4 separate regions of the Mus musculus genome follow, and all the other regions are linked to region 1. Evidence: chromatin contacts called from public HiChIP or PLAC-seq data. All regions are on one chromosome and are shown on one strand. Each heading gives the region's core, a stretch centred on a gene start, on an enhancer-like site or on the middle of the called end of the contact. The rest is flanking DNA. Distances are from core to core; before and after follow the strand shown. Region 1 holds the start of Nipbl (NIPBL cohesin loading factor). Region 2 overlaps Slc1a3 (solute carrier family 1 (glial high affinity glutamate transporter), member 3). Region 3 overlaps Slc1a3 (solute carrier family 1 (glial high affinity glutamate transporter), member 3). Region 4 overlaps Cplane1 (ciliogenesis and planar polarity effector 1).

Evidence for each region. HiChIP or PLAC-seq counts read pairs in DNA pulled down with a chosen protein or histone mark.
Region 2: a contact with region 1 is called in an H3K27ac HiChIP or PLAC-seq map of trophoblast stem cells, with 11 read pairs. The contact joins the enhancer-like site here to the promoter of Nipbl in region 1. A contact is called at or near these places in 4 of 39 promoter capture datasets (the 3T3-L1 cell line, 3T3-L1-derived adipocytes, hippocampal neurons and 1 more), 1 of 484 Hi-C or Micro-C datasets (adipose-derived mesenchymal stem cells) and 3 of 115 datasets of contacts at active chromatin or transcription factors (extraembryonic endoderm stem cells, microglia and trophoblast stem cells).
Region 3: an H3K27ac HiChIP or PLAC-seq map of microglia shows a contact between it and region 1, with 3 times the contacts expected there. The contact joins the enhancer-like site here to the promoter of Nipbl in region 1. A contact is called at or near these places in 1 of 39 promoter capture datasets (stem cell-derived epiblast-like cells), 1 of 15 datasets of contacts at CTCF or cohesin (the NIH/3T3 cell line), 1 of 484 Hi-C or Micro-C datasets (Th1 cells), 7 of 115 datasets of contacts at active chromatin or transcription factors (the SCID.adh cell line, bone marrow-derived macrophages, embryonic stem cells and 2 more) and 2 of 9 other capture datasets (adipose tissue and liver).
Region 4: an HNF4G HiChIP or PLAC-seq map of pancreatic cancer cells shows a contact between it and region 1. The contact joins the enhancer-like site here to the promoter of Nipbl in region 1. A contact is called at or near these places in 2 of 39 promoter capture datasets (embryonic stem cells and stem cell-derived epiblast-like cells), 2 of 484 Hi-C or Micro-C datasets (the G1E-ER4 cell line and embryonic stem cells), 7 of 115 datasets of contacts at active chromatin or transcription factors (the 230-238 cell line, the SCID.adh cell line, acute myeloid leukemia and 3 more) and 1 of 9 other capture datasets (adipose tissue).

Annotation. Positions count from the first base shown.
Region 1 is chr15:8,443,074-8,445,773 of GRCm38.p6, reverse strand. Nipbl (NIPBL cohesin loading factor) reads left to right here and starts at 1,311. Exons shown (of 47, transcript NM_027707.3): 1 at 1,311-1,649. LOC102634078 reads right to left here. Exons shown (of 3, transcript XM_017316813.1): 2 at 1,810-2,059; 3 at 1-1,711. The coding sequence ends at 483.
Region 2 is chr15:8,675,025-8,677,724 of GRCm38.p6, reverse strand. The region is part of intron 3 of Slc1a3 (solute carrier family 1 (glial high affinity glutamate transporter), member 3); the gene reads left to right. Among named protein-coding and RNA genes, the nearest start is that of Slc1a3, 34 kb to the left of the region's middle. Within about 2 kb of position 1,329, at least 26 of the 459 cell types and tissues checked have an H3K27ac peak or open chromatin away from gene starts, as enhancers often do. A contact at or near this core is called in extraembryonic endoderm stem cells and trophoblast stem cells, where this site is marked.
Region 3 is chr15:8,641,115-8,643,814 of GRCm38.p6, reverse strand. It overlaps Slc1a3 (solute carrier family 1 (glial high affinity glutamate transporter), member 3), which reads left to right. Exons shown (of 10, transcript NM_148938.3): 7 at 682-915; 8 at 1,439-1,633. Among named protein-coding and RNA genes, the nearest start is that of Gm46508, 60 kb to the right of the region's middle. Within about 2 kb of position 1,379, at least 7 of the 459 cell types and tissues checked have an H3K27ac peak or open chromatin away from gene starts, as enhancers often do. A contact at or near this core is called in microglia, where this site is marked.
Region 4 is chr15:8,189,298-8,191,997 of GRCm38.p6, reverse strand. All of the region lies in intron 15 of Cplane1 (ciliogenesis and planar polarity effector 1), which reads right to left. Among named protein-coding and RNA genes, the nearest start is that of Cplane1, 22 kb to the right of the region's middle. Within about 2 kb of position 1,352, at least 35 of the 459 cell types and tissues checked have an H3K27ac peak or open chromatin away from gene starts, as enhancers often do. A contact at or near this core is called in pancreatic cancer cells, where this site is marked.

The sequences.
Region 1 (2,700 bases), core at 62-2,561:
AATTAGCCCCCTTACAATTTATACAAAAACAAACAAACAAACAAGCAAGCAAACAGAAAACTGTGTGGCGATGAAATGCCCTCCGGTTTTACAGTAAGACACTACCATCGGGTACGGTACTGTATTCGTATTCACATTTTGTACTCCAGCCTTGTCCAGAGCCTCTGAGTTTTCAACATACAGAGGAAAACGATGTTTTGAAGTGCGCCGGTGCCGGGGCTCCGGTGCCCGGCGTCAGGATGGCCTGGGCTCCACCCACACCTAGATCGCAGCGCCAGAGCGACCGGCTCCTTGCTTGCACAGCGTCGCCTACAGGCCTTATCCCGACTACCAGGGAGGCAATCAAAACCACCGCCAAAAAGGAAAAAAAAAAAAAAAAAAAAAAAAAAAAGAGGCAAGTCCAGCAGCCCTCTCGTATTTCCAGAAATTAATGCACCACCACCACCACGATCACGATTCCAACTCAGCCAGGCTGGGAGTCTTCACCTCCGAGGACTGTGTTCTTCGCAGAAAATAACCCAGACAGACATAGGATCCGGCCGCTCCCGGGACGATCCATCCATCACGGCTGCGGGAACAGCGTTTGAAAGGTCGGCATCCAACCCGCCGGCAGCGGGAGCTCGGCTTCCCCCCGGGGCCCGGGGCCGGCCAGTCAGGGAGAGCAGCGCGGCCTCGGCTGGCCGCCTTCTCCGGGATTGAGGGTGGGGGGCTATGAGGCCCGGAGCGCCTGAGAAGAGGGAGATCCCGGCCTCACGCCACCACAGCGGACCAGCGCCCGGCTGCTGTCGCCTCGAGGGGGACCAAAAGGAAAAAAAAAAAAAAAAAATCAAGCCGGTCACCCGAGCAACGGCGTAGACGCCGTCTTGCAGAAGCGACCCCACGGGCAGCATCCACGGCCGTCCGTTGCACAGGACAAGGGCACGGAGCAGAACCGCCGCTGCTGCTCCCGCTGCCTCCGCCGCTGTCGCCGCCGCCGCCGCGCCTCCGGAGCCCGCGGGAGCCGGCGCGCTGAGGCAGAGCTGCGAGCCCGAGTGGCGGCGGCGGCGGTGGCGGCGGCGGAAGTGGAGTAGGGAAGAGGGGGTGGTTGTTAGTGTTTGGCGCCGGCGGAGGGAGTCATTCCTGCAGCTGCACTTCCGGTCGGCATTTTGTTCTGAGAGGGAGAGACGGAACGAGAGAGAGAGACACACACACACATACACACACACATACACACACACACACACACATACACACACACACACACACACACTGGGCTCCTTCCCCCCCGCCCGCCCTCCCGTCCCTCCCTCCCTCCGTCGGTACCGACTCACCCGACACCAGCAAAGCCGCCAGGGAGGGACGCCCCCGCCGCCAGGAGGATTGGTTCCCGGGCCCGCGGCGATGCCCCCCCGGTAGCTCGGGGCCCCCGGCCGGGTGTTTGTGTGAGTGTTTCTATGTGGGAGAAGGAGGAGGAGGACGAAGAAGAAGCCGCGATTTGTCTTCTCGGCTGCTCTCCCCCCGGCTCTACATGTTCCCCGCACTGAGGAGACGGAAGAGGAGCCGTAGCCACCCCCCCTCCCGGCCCGGATTATAGTCTCGCTCTCTCGCTCTCTCTCTCTTGCCACCGCGGCCTCGGCCTCCGCTTCGGATTCAGACGCCGATTCGCCCAGGTAAATTCCTGCTCTTTTATTTCGGCGGCGGCGGTGGCGGCGGTGGCGCCGGCGCCAGGTCCCTCAGCGTTTCTCCTCCTCGCTCCCCTCCCCGCCGTTTCCTCAGCGGCCCCGGGTCTCTTCCACGGGGCGAGTCGAGAGAGTGAGTTCGCTCGCTCGCTCCTCTCCGGCGGCAGCCACCCTGGGTGGCGGCGGCGGCGGCGGTGGCGGCGGGGTTCGTAGCCTCTCCCGGCCGGCTTCGGTGACGGGGAACCGGGCTCCCTGCCGGGCGGCCGGGGAGGCGTAGGCCCGGCGGAGAGTGCAGGCCGCGGGCCAGCGGAATCTACTTGAGCTCGGGGATTAGGAGAGCTCCGGGCTGAGCGGAGCGACTGCTGGTCGGTGACAGGCCTCGCCCGGGAGAGGAGCCGTAGCTAGTGAGGAGGCGGAAACAATACAACTATCAGCAAATGTGCCCCGATCGTCCCCCATATTTACAACTTTCCCGGTCCGGGAGTGGGGAACGTCCCAGTGAAACAAACAACCCCCCTTCTTCCCCCTGTGACCCCATGAAGGGAGGAAGTAGTTTCAGTTAGTGAAACAAATGTAAATACTCAGACACGGCTACAGTGGTAATTCTCTGCCAAACTTGTTTGGACGTTTTGGAAAGTTAATAAAGACTGGTTTCCTTTGTAAAAGGATCAAACCGTCCACATGTATATTTAATCTAGAAAACCCTAGCGTTGTGCACACTGCACATCCCCGCCCAGGAGCTTTTATGTTGTTTGACAGAGTGTGTTGCACATGGACTTTTTATTCAAAGACCAAGTAGAAAGAACTTGACAGGTTTACTCCGACACTTTGTATTTGTATCTGTTATGTAAGGATAATTTTAAATGACTACATAAAACTCTCTGGATACTTTTTAGCCTAAACGGGTGCAAGAATACAAAGAATTCTAAGTGTTTTTGAGCGTACATGGAGATAAGGATGAAACCTATTTTCTTTCAAAGGATAGAAGTTAAGTTGCACTTAGAATCTTTGGGAGGTTTAAAACACACATACATATACACAC
Region 2 (2,700 bases), core at 80-2,579, 230 kb before region 1:
CGATATGTACACACATGGACATCTGTGGTGGCCATGTTAAATCTTCACTGGAAGGATGTCTGCTCAGGTTCCTTATCTACTGTTAGTCATGTTGCCTTCCTATTACTGAACTGCAATTATTTTCTATGTTAAAATTGCACTTTAAAAATTTAATACATGGGAGCTCGGGGGCTAGAGAGATGGCTCAGCAGTTAGGAACACTAACTTCTTCCAGAGTTCAATTCCCAGCAACCACATGGTGGCTCACAACCATCTTGTAAAGTGATCAGATGCCCTCTTCTGTTGTGTCTGAAGACAGTTACAATGTACACATATACGTAAAATAAATATTTTTTAAAAATTGAATATGCAGGACTGGAGAGATGGCTCAGTGAGTAAAAGAACCAGTTATTCTTCCAGAGGTCCTGAGTTCAATTCCCAGCAACCACATGGTGGCTCACCACCATCTATAAAGGGATCTTACACTCCCTTCTGGCATGCAGGTGTACATGCAGACAGCACTCATACATTTTTTAAAAAAGAATTTGAATACACTAGAATAGCAACTACTCTGTGTGAAGTGGGGGAAGGGCATAGCTATAGGCAATCTACAATCCACAAATGAGAAAACGCATGGTGTCTTTCTGAGTCTGGCTTGTTTTGCTTAATACGATCATCTCCATCCAGTTACATCTGTCTTCCAGCAAACAACAAACACAATTTGATTCTTCTTCATTTTTTCCTCAGGCTTGCTTGCTTGCTTTCTGACAATATCTCACTATGTAACCCCAGCTGGCCTGGAACTCGTTTTGTGGAGAAGGCTAGTCTCAATACTCACAGACATGAGCCTGTTTCTGCTTCCCGAGTCCTGGGGTTAAAGGCATGCATCAATCGCACTTGGCAATTTTAATTTTGTGACTGAACAAAACTCCAAGGATATTCTAAATGCTTCATACTAGCCTATCGATATAACCTACTACAGTTTGTTTTGTTACTACTGTCTCTGTGTCTTATTTAGTTTGCAGTGTTTTGCAAAAGCATTCAAAGCTCTTTACTTGCTACTTGGAGTTAGACAGCTTTCCCCTGTCTGGTTTTGCTTTCTGAGATGAGTCATTCAAATACTTGAGTTATCTAGAATAAGAAGTGTCGGAGGCAATGATCAGCTAGCTGTCTCTTAAGACATTCTCCAGCTGCCCCTGTAACTGACCTAAGGAGGTGGTTAGGGTCAGAGTAGGTGTTGGGAAAGGCACAAACTTAAGCCTAAAACCCGCTGGATTATACATACAGGAGTTGCCACCACGGAATGTGGATGCTAAGACCAGAGTGCTGATATGAATCTCATTGGTATGAAGTGGATTTCACAGGCTGCCTGATCTCCTGCTACAGCTCAACTTACAGAATGACTTTGTTGCTGTAAGTTGCTTGGATCTTTGAAACAATAGACTGAATTGATAGTCTGTAAAATTCCGTTTCTGTTTCAACAAAGCTTAAACTTTGTTGTTTTCAATTCAGAAAGTACCCACGTGCTTTCTATAAGTCTGTTTTAAGAGTCTGCCAGAAAAAAAATCCTCAAGTTGTGCTTCCAGTGTCTGTCTTCCTTTCTCTTCTTTCTTTCTTTCTTTTCTTTTCTTTTCTTTTCTTTTCTTTTTTTTTTTTTTTTTTTTTTTTTTAGTATAGAATAGAGTTTATTCAGGGCATGGGGAGGGGAGAGTTAAGAGGGCAGTAGAGACAGGGAAAGGCAGAGAGAGAGAAAGAGAGAGAGAGAAAAGAGAGAGAGAAGGAGGAGGAGGAGGAATAGAGGAATAGAGGCCAGCCATGAGCATGTGTAGAGAGCGGGGAAGGGAATGGGGGAAGGGCGAAAGGACAGAACAGGAGCAAGAAGGTAAGAACAAGAGCATCTTTCTCTTTCAAAAGCGTAAATAACACTTCAAATCCATATTTTATACTGTGCATCTTAGATGGATGGCCTCCAAAGCCCTGTGTGTACATGTGTGTATGCATGCACATGTATGTGCTACTGTTTGTGTGTGCATGTGGAAAGCAAATGACAATATCAGGTATCTTCCTCCCTTTTTAAATTATTTATTCTATTTTTTTTTATTAGGTATTTTCCTCGTTTACATTTTCAATGCTATCCCAAGGTCCCCTATACCCACCCCCCCAATCCCCTACCCACCCACTGCCCCTTTTTGGCCCTGGCGTTCCCCTGTACTGGGGCATATAAAGTTTGCAAGTCCAATGGGCCTCTCTTTGCAGTGATGACCGAGTAGGCCATCTTTTGATACATATGCAGCTAAAGACAAGAGCTCCCGGGTACTGGTTAGTTCATATTGTTGTTCCACCTATAGGGTTGCAGTTCCCTTTAGCTCCTTGGGTAATTTCTCTAGCTCCTCCATTAGGGGCTGTGTGACCCATCCAATAGCTGGCTGTGATCATCCACTTCTGTGTTTGCTAGGCCCCGGCATAGTCTCACAAGAGAGAGCTATATCTGGGTCCTTTCAGCAAAATCTTGCTAGTGTATGCAATGGTGTCAGCATTTGGAAGCTGATTATGGGATGGATCCCTGCATATGGCAATCACTAGATGGTCCATCCTTTCGTCACAGCTCCAAATTTTGTCTCTGTAACTCCTTCTATGGGTGTTTTGTTCCCAATTCTAAGAAAGGGTAAAGTGTCCACACTTTGCTCTTCGTTCTTCTTGAATTTCATGCGTTTGGCAAGT
Region 3 (2,700 bases), core at 130-2,629, 200 kb before region 1:
CATAATTTTTTTTGTTGTTGCTACTGTTATCTGTCGTAATGTAAGTATCTGTGCTTTCTGATAGTCCTAGGTGATCCGTGTGAAAGGGCTGTTTGACACTGTACAGGGGTCTGGACCCACAGGTTGAGACCCACTGCCCTAGAGTACTAGAATTAAGTGTACATCTAACACACTGGCATGGCATGGCATGGCATGCCATAGCATGTTGCCTGCTTTAGCTTGGGAAGCAGGCTGTGGCATGGACAACATTCTGAAAGGCGTGATATTGGTATAGTGGCTTGTTCCCGGTGCTTAGCAGGAGTCAAGAGGGAAGGGAACTGCAGGCGTCTGAAGACCCAAACAGGGATCTATGTCTAGGAAAGTGGAGGTGAGGACCCGAATTCTTCTCCTTCCTAAGGTCTGAGGCCAGTGGGGATAGGGTGGGGGTGTCCTAGAGCAATTCAGAGTGAGAGGAAGGCTAGATTTACAGATGCCTGGGAAATTTAGTATTTTAAATAGAAAAGAATGACATCGGTAGTTTCTACGCGTCTTAGCTTGGAAATCCCCTGTCTTTCCTTTTTTTTTTTTTTTTTTTTTTTTTTTTTGCTTTGTTTTATTCCTTTTTCTCTCCTACTTGGTAATTTACATGCAACAAGTTATAGGAAACCAAGCTTCCAATTGAGCATGTGTTGCTTGCCGCAGGTATGCGCCTCTGGGCATCCTCTTCTTGATCGCAGGGAAGATTGTTGAGATGGAAGACATGGGTGTGATTGGGGGACAGCTTGCCATGTACACCGTGACAGTCATTGTCGGCCTCCTCATTCACGCCGTCATCGTCCTGCCTCTCCTCTACTTCCTGGTAACCCGGAAGAACCCCTGGGTTTTCATTGGAGGGTTGCTGCAAGCGCTCATCACAGCCCTTGGGACCTCCTCAAGGTACGTGTGTATACACGCGGCTTTATTCCTCTAAGAAAGTGTGTCTAAACCTTTACCTTGGATCTGAGCCTTGGGGCAAGTAGAGTCATTGTGTTCTGGGTTTTAAATCTCAGGAATTGGCTTTTTCCACCTCTGATCCTGATCGTACCTCCTTGAGACCCGGAAAATGGCTATCTATAAGTCCTTTTAGGGGCAAAGGGAAAACCCTTTCCTAACCACAGACTTCCTGTTTTCCATTGACATCTGCCTGAGAAAAAGGGAGAAAAACAATGTGGGGCAGGCATCTATGGTATGGGAATCATCCCAAGTAATGCCTCAGAGGAATCCAGGCACAGACGAGTGCCCAAGTGCTCAAGTGCCCCTGTGAGGGCACCGCACTACCCCTAACCTCCTAGCACTGTAGACAATGCTGACCTAGTCAGGACATAAGAGGGGAAGGAACTGTCTGTGCCAAAGAGCAAAGACCAACCACAGAACTCCCGGGGGCACCCTCAGCTGACATGCCCTGTTTTGCTGCCCTCAGTTCTGCCACCCTACCCATCACTTTCAAGTGCCTGGAAGAGAACAATGGTGTGGACAAACGCATCACCAGATTTGTGCTCCCCGTGGGGGCCACCATTAACATGGATGGGACCGCCCTCTACGAGGCTTTGGCTGCCATTTTCATCGCTCAAGTGAACAACTTTGACCTGAACTTTGGACAGATTATAACAATAAGGTACAAGGGTGGGTTTCCATTCATCATTTCCTTCAGAATGGTTTTTAACAATGAGAGTGTGAGAGAGCTGGGTGAAGATATTGGTTGAGAAGGAATCACACATAAATAGGAGATTAGGGAGCCATTGTGTTCCTCCGCTTTTTAATTTCTGGTGTGAATATTCACTCAAATAATACAGAACTATATGACTTGGAAGGAACGAGTTGCCTGTTACCATATCACTCTAAATCTCTCTGTAGGTTACCATTGTCCACGACTGATTCCCAAAGACCTCTCCCAATGCAAGGATATGTGCACACTTCTTTTTAGTAATTAACCATACCACACACATCATGTGCTCCTTGATTGCGGCTTTGCTTATCAAATCAAAACTTACAAATACATCTAGCTCATTTCTAAAAATATCTACAAAATATATAGTACAGATAACTCCATTTTTAAAACATTAAGTTAGAGCTGGGCGTGGTGGTGCACGCCTTTAATCCCAGCACTCGGGAGGCAGAGGCAGGCGGATTTCTGAGTTTGAGGCCAGTCTGGTCTACAAAGTGAGTTCCAGGACAGCCAGGACTATACAGAGAAACCCTGTCTCGAAAAACCAAACCAAACCAAACCAAAACCATTAAGTTAGACTATAATTTTGAAAACTTTCAACTATGTTTGTAGGCAATATTGAAAAATGAAAATACACTTGAAAACTAGGTTAACTTATTCTCTTGGGTTAATTTTTAGGCAGTATAAGGTGAATAACAGATCATACAAGTGAGGCTAAGAACTCAATTTTATGGAGAATCATTTGACTGATACTTAAGATGTCCAGTGAAAAATAATTCCCCTATTTGTGCTTTTCTCAGATCTCCTGGTTTCATTCTGCACAGGCAGCTATCATTCCTGGCGGCTTTCCTTGTATTCTGCAAAAACAGTCCATGTGTGCATGCAGATCTAACCCTTTGCCCTTTCTTACTACTGGACTAGGCATGACGAGCCTGAGGACCAAGGCAATGAACAGTAGGCTTTAAAGACGCCCAATTCAGATCACCTGTGCTCTTCATTGCTGTGGGCTTGGTTTA
Region 4 (2,700 bases), core at 103-2,602, 250 kb after region 1:
ATCCTTTTCTGATTTGTTATTTTGTCAATTAGAAGTTACTTTCAAACATGGGTGCTTCCTTCTATAAACTAACTTTACTGTCATTGTTTGGGATTAAAGGAGTGTACTAAGAGTGTGTCTATATTGCAACCACAGGGATTAAATCTGTGTTAAGGGCTGAGCCACACAACAACTAGAAACAGGTTTTTTTTTTTTTTCAGCAAATAACACAATCTTGAGGTTCACAGTGTGATCACATATCCTACAATATGGGTGCAGGAGAACTGTCAGGCTAACCAGTTCAGCTACTACCCAGGGCTTTGAGTTGACCCACCCAAACATCTACCCCATCTACAAAGTGCTGGAGCACGTGGAGGGGCTGCTCCTGCAGAACCAAAGCTGTAAGAGCTCCATGACACAGGGCAGCAACATATGTCCAAGGAGTCCAGGTGGGAGTCCAGTATTCAAAGTGTAGCAGAAGCCAGAGGCCTCACCAGGCCTGATTCACTGCAATGAACAGGCGCAATTAAAGCTGTTTGGGCAAAAGGGTATACTGTGTGATACACCCCAACTTCCAATGATATTTTTTTGTGTTTTGTTTTGTTTTGTTTTGTGGGAAGGGTTACAAGGGCAGAATATAGATGTAGAGGGCCAGGGAGATGAGTTGGATTGGGGTACATGATGTGATATTCATAAAGAATCAATAAAGTTAAAAAAATAAATAAGGAGAGCCACAGATGTAAAACTTTCTATTTCACTGAATTCCTCTCCTTTATCCAGTTAACCAGACCTTAAAACTGAGAACTACATTAAGCTTTTTCCCCAAATCTACTCAATCACAATTCCCACTGATCAAACTTGCTGTGTGTCTGTTAAGTATGAACTCCATTCCATTAGCACGGATGTTGTTTCGATTCAGTCTCCTCATCTGAATAAAGGTCTTGCTTTGTACACAGTCCATAATCCTCCAACCACAAATGTACCAAAGTGACCTTAACTGACCTATAAAGGGGCTCCTTGATTTGTGAACACATCATAAACAGAAAATATTATATATCAAAAATGCATCTATGTGAGCTGGAAAGATAGATCTGTACTAAAGAGCAAGCTGTTGCTGCTCTTGCAAAGAGCCTAGGTATTGGTTCCCATCACCTGCACGACTTGGGACTCTAGTTTCAAGGATCTACCACCTTCTTTCTGACCTCCATAGGTTTCAGGCACATATATGGTGCACAGATATCAGACATAAATGCAAGAAAATCACTTATACACAGAACATAAAAATAAATATTTAAAGCACGCAATCACATACCTAACCTAGCAGTCATCAGACCGCACTGTGGAGTATTAGCCATCACCCTTGTGGTCAGACAGTGACTAGGCACTAGGGCTCACTGCTGCTCTTCAGCAGTGCACACTGCATGGAACTTCTAGCTAAGGACAACTTGGAAAAACAAGCCTGAAACTTTCTAGTGAACAGACACGACTTTCCTGTCATCACTAAGTTAAAAGTTTAAATATAAACTACTGTAAATCAGGGACCTTCTGTACTTCCTTGGATGGTCTGTTCCCTGCAAGTGGGACAGCAGTGGGACAGCAGCTCCATGCCACAAGCCTGACAACCTGAGTGTGACCCAGGTCCCACAGGGAGGAAGAAGAGAACTGGCTCCTACAAGGCATCCTCTGACCTCCACATGTAATTCTGTAGCAAATATACACCCCTCCACATGAATGAATGTCATTTTTAAAATTGGCTTGGGCTGGAGAGATGGCTCACTGGTTAAGAGCACCGACTGCTCTTCCGAAGGTCCTGAGTTCAAATCCCAGCAACCACATGGTGGATCACATCCACCTGTAATGAGATCTGATGCCCTCTTCTGGTGCATCTGAAGACAGCTACAGTGTACTTAGATATAATAATAATAAATAAATCTTTAAAAAAATGGCTTAACATACCAGCACTTAGGAGGCAGGGATAGAGAGATCTCTGTGAGTTCAAGGGCAGCCTGATCTACACAGAAACTTCCAGGCCAGCCAGAGCTACAAAGACAGACCATGTTTTTAAAAATAAAAAAAATCACCTGACCCTGCTGTCTTTCTTGTCCCTTCACTACAGGCCTCCTTCGCTACTGTTCCCTCTCACCATTTCTGACTCACCAGACACTAATGCTGCAAACATGGATCACACACTCTATTTTGAGGAAACAACCTGCACCTTGCCAAACTCTTAGTATCTCTCAGGCCTTTGGTTTCTCTAGATTATGAAACTAGTGGCATCTTTTATGATGTATGGCTAATGGCATGACTCATTAGGCGATGGACAGGGGAGTAAGCAGCCACACAGCTCGGCTGTGCAGAGCTTCAGCAGTCAGAAAATAAATGTAAAGCACAGTGCTCTGCCTTTTCATCTCCATCACCTTCAGGCCAACAGCATAAAAGATGCCATCAGTTTCTGAAACCTAGAGTCCTCTGGCATTATAAAAAAAAAAAACAAGCCATGTAAGTCATACTCAACTCCCATGCTCTGTTTAACCTAAAGCACTCAAGTCCCTTAAAGCCAGGAGGTTTAGCTCCCATGTCTGTAGAATATCTGATGTGTAGTTTCCCATTTAGATATCTGTGGTGCCTTAAAAAGGGAAAAAATATTTAGGGTGTAAATTTCATTCTGTCCATTAACATTCACCCATAGGCTTTATCATTAAACAAGCAGGGTGTGATGGG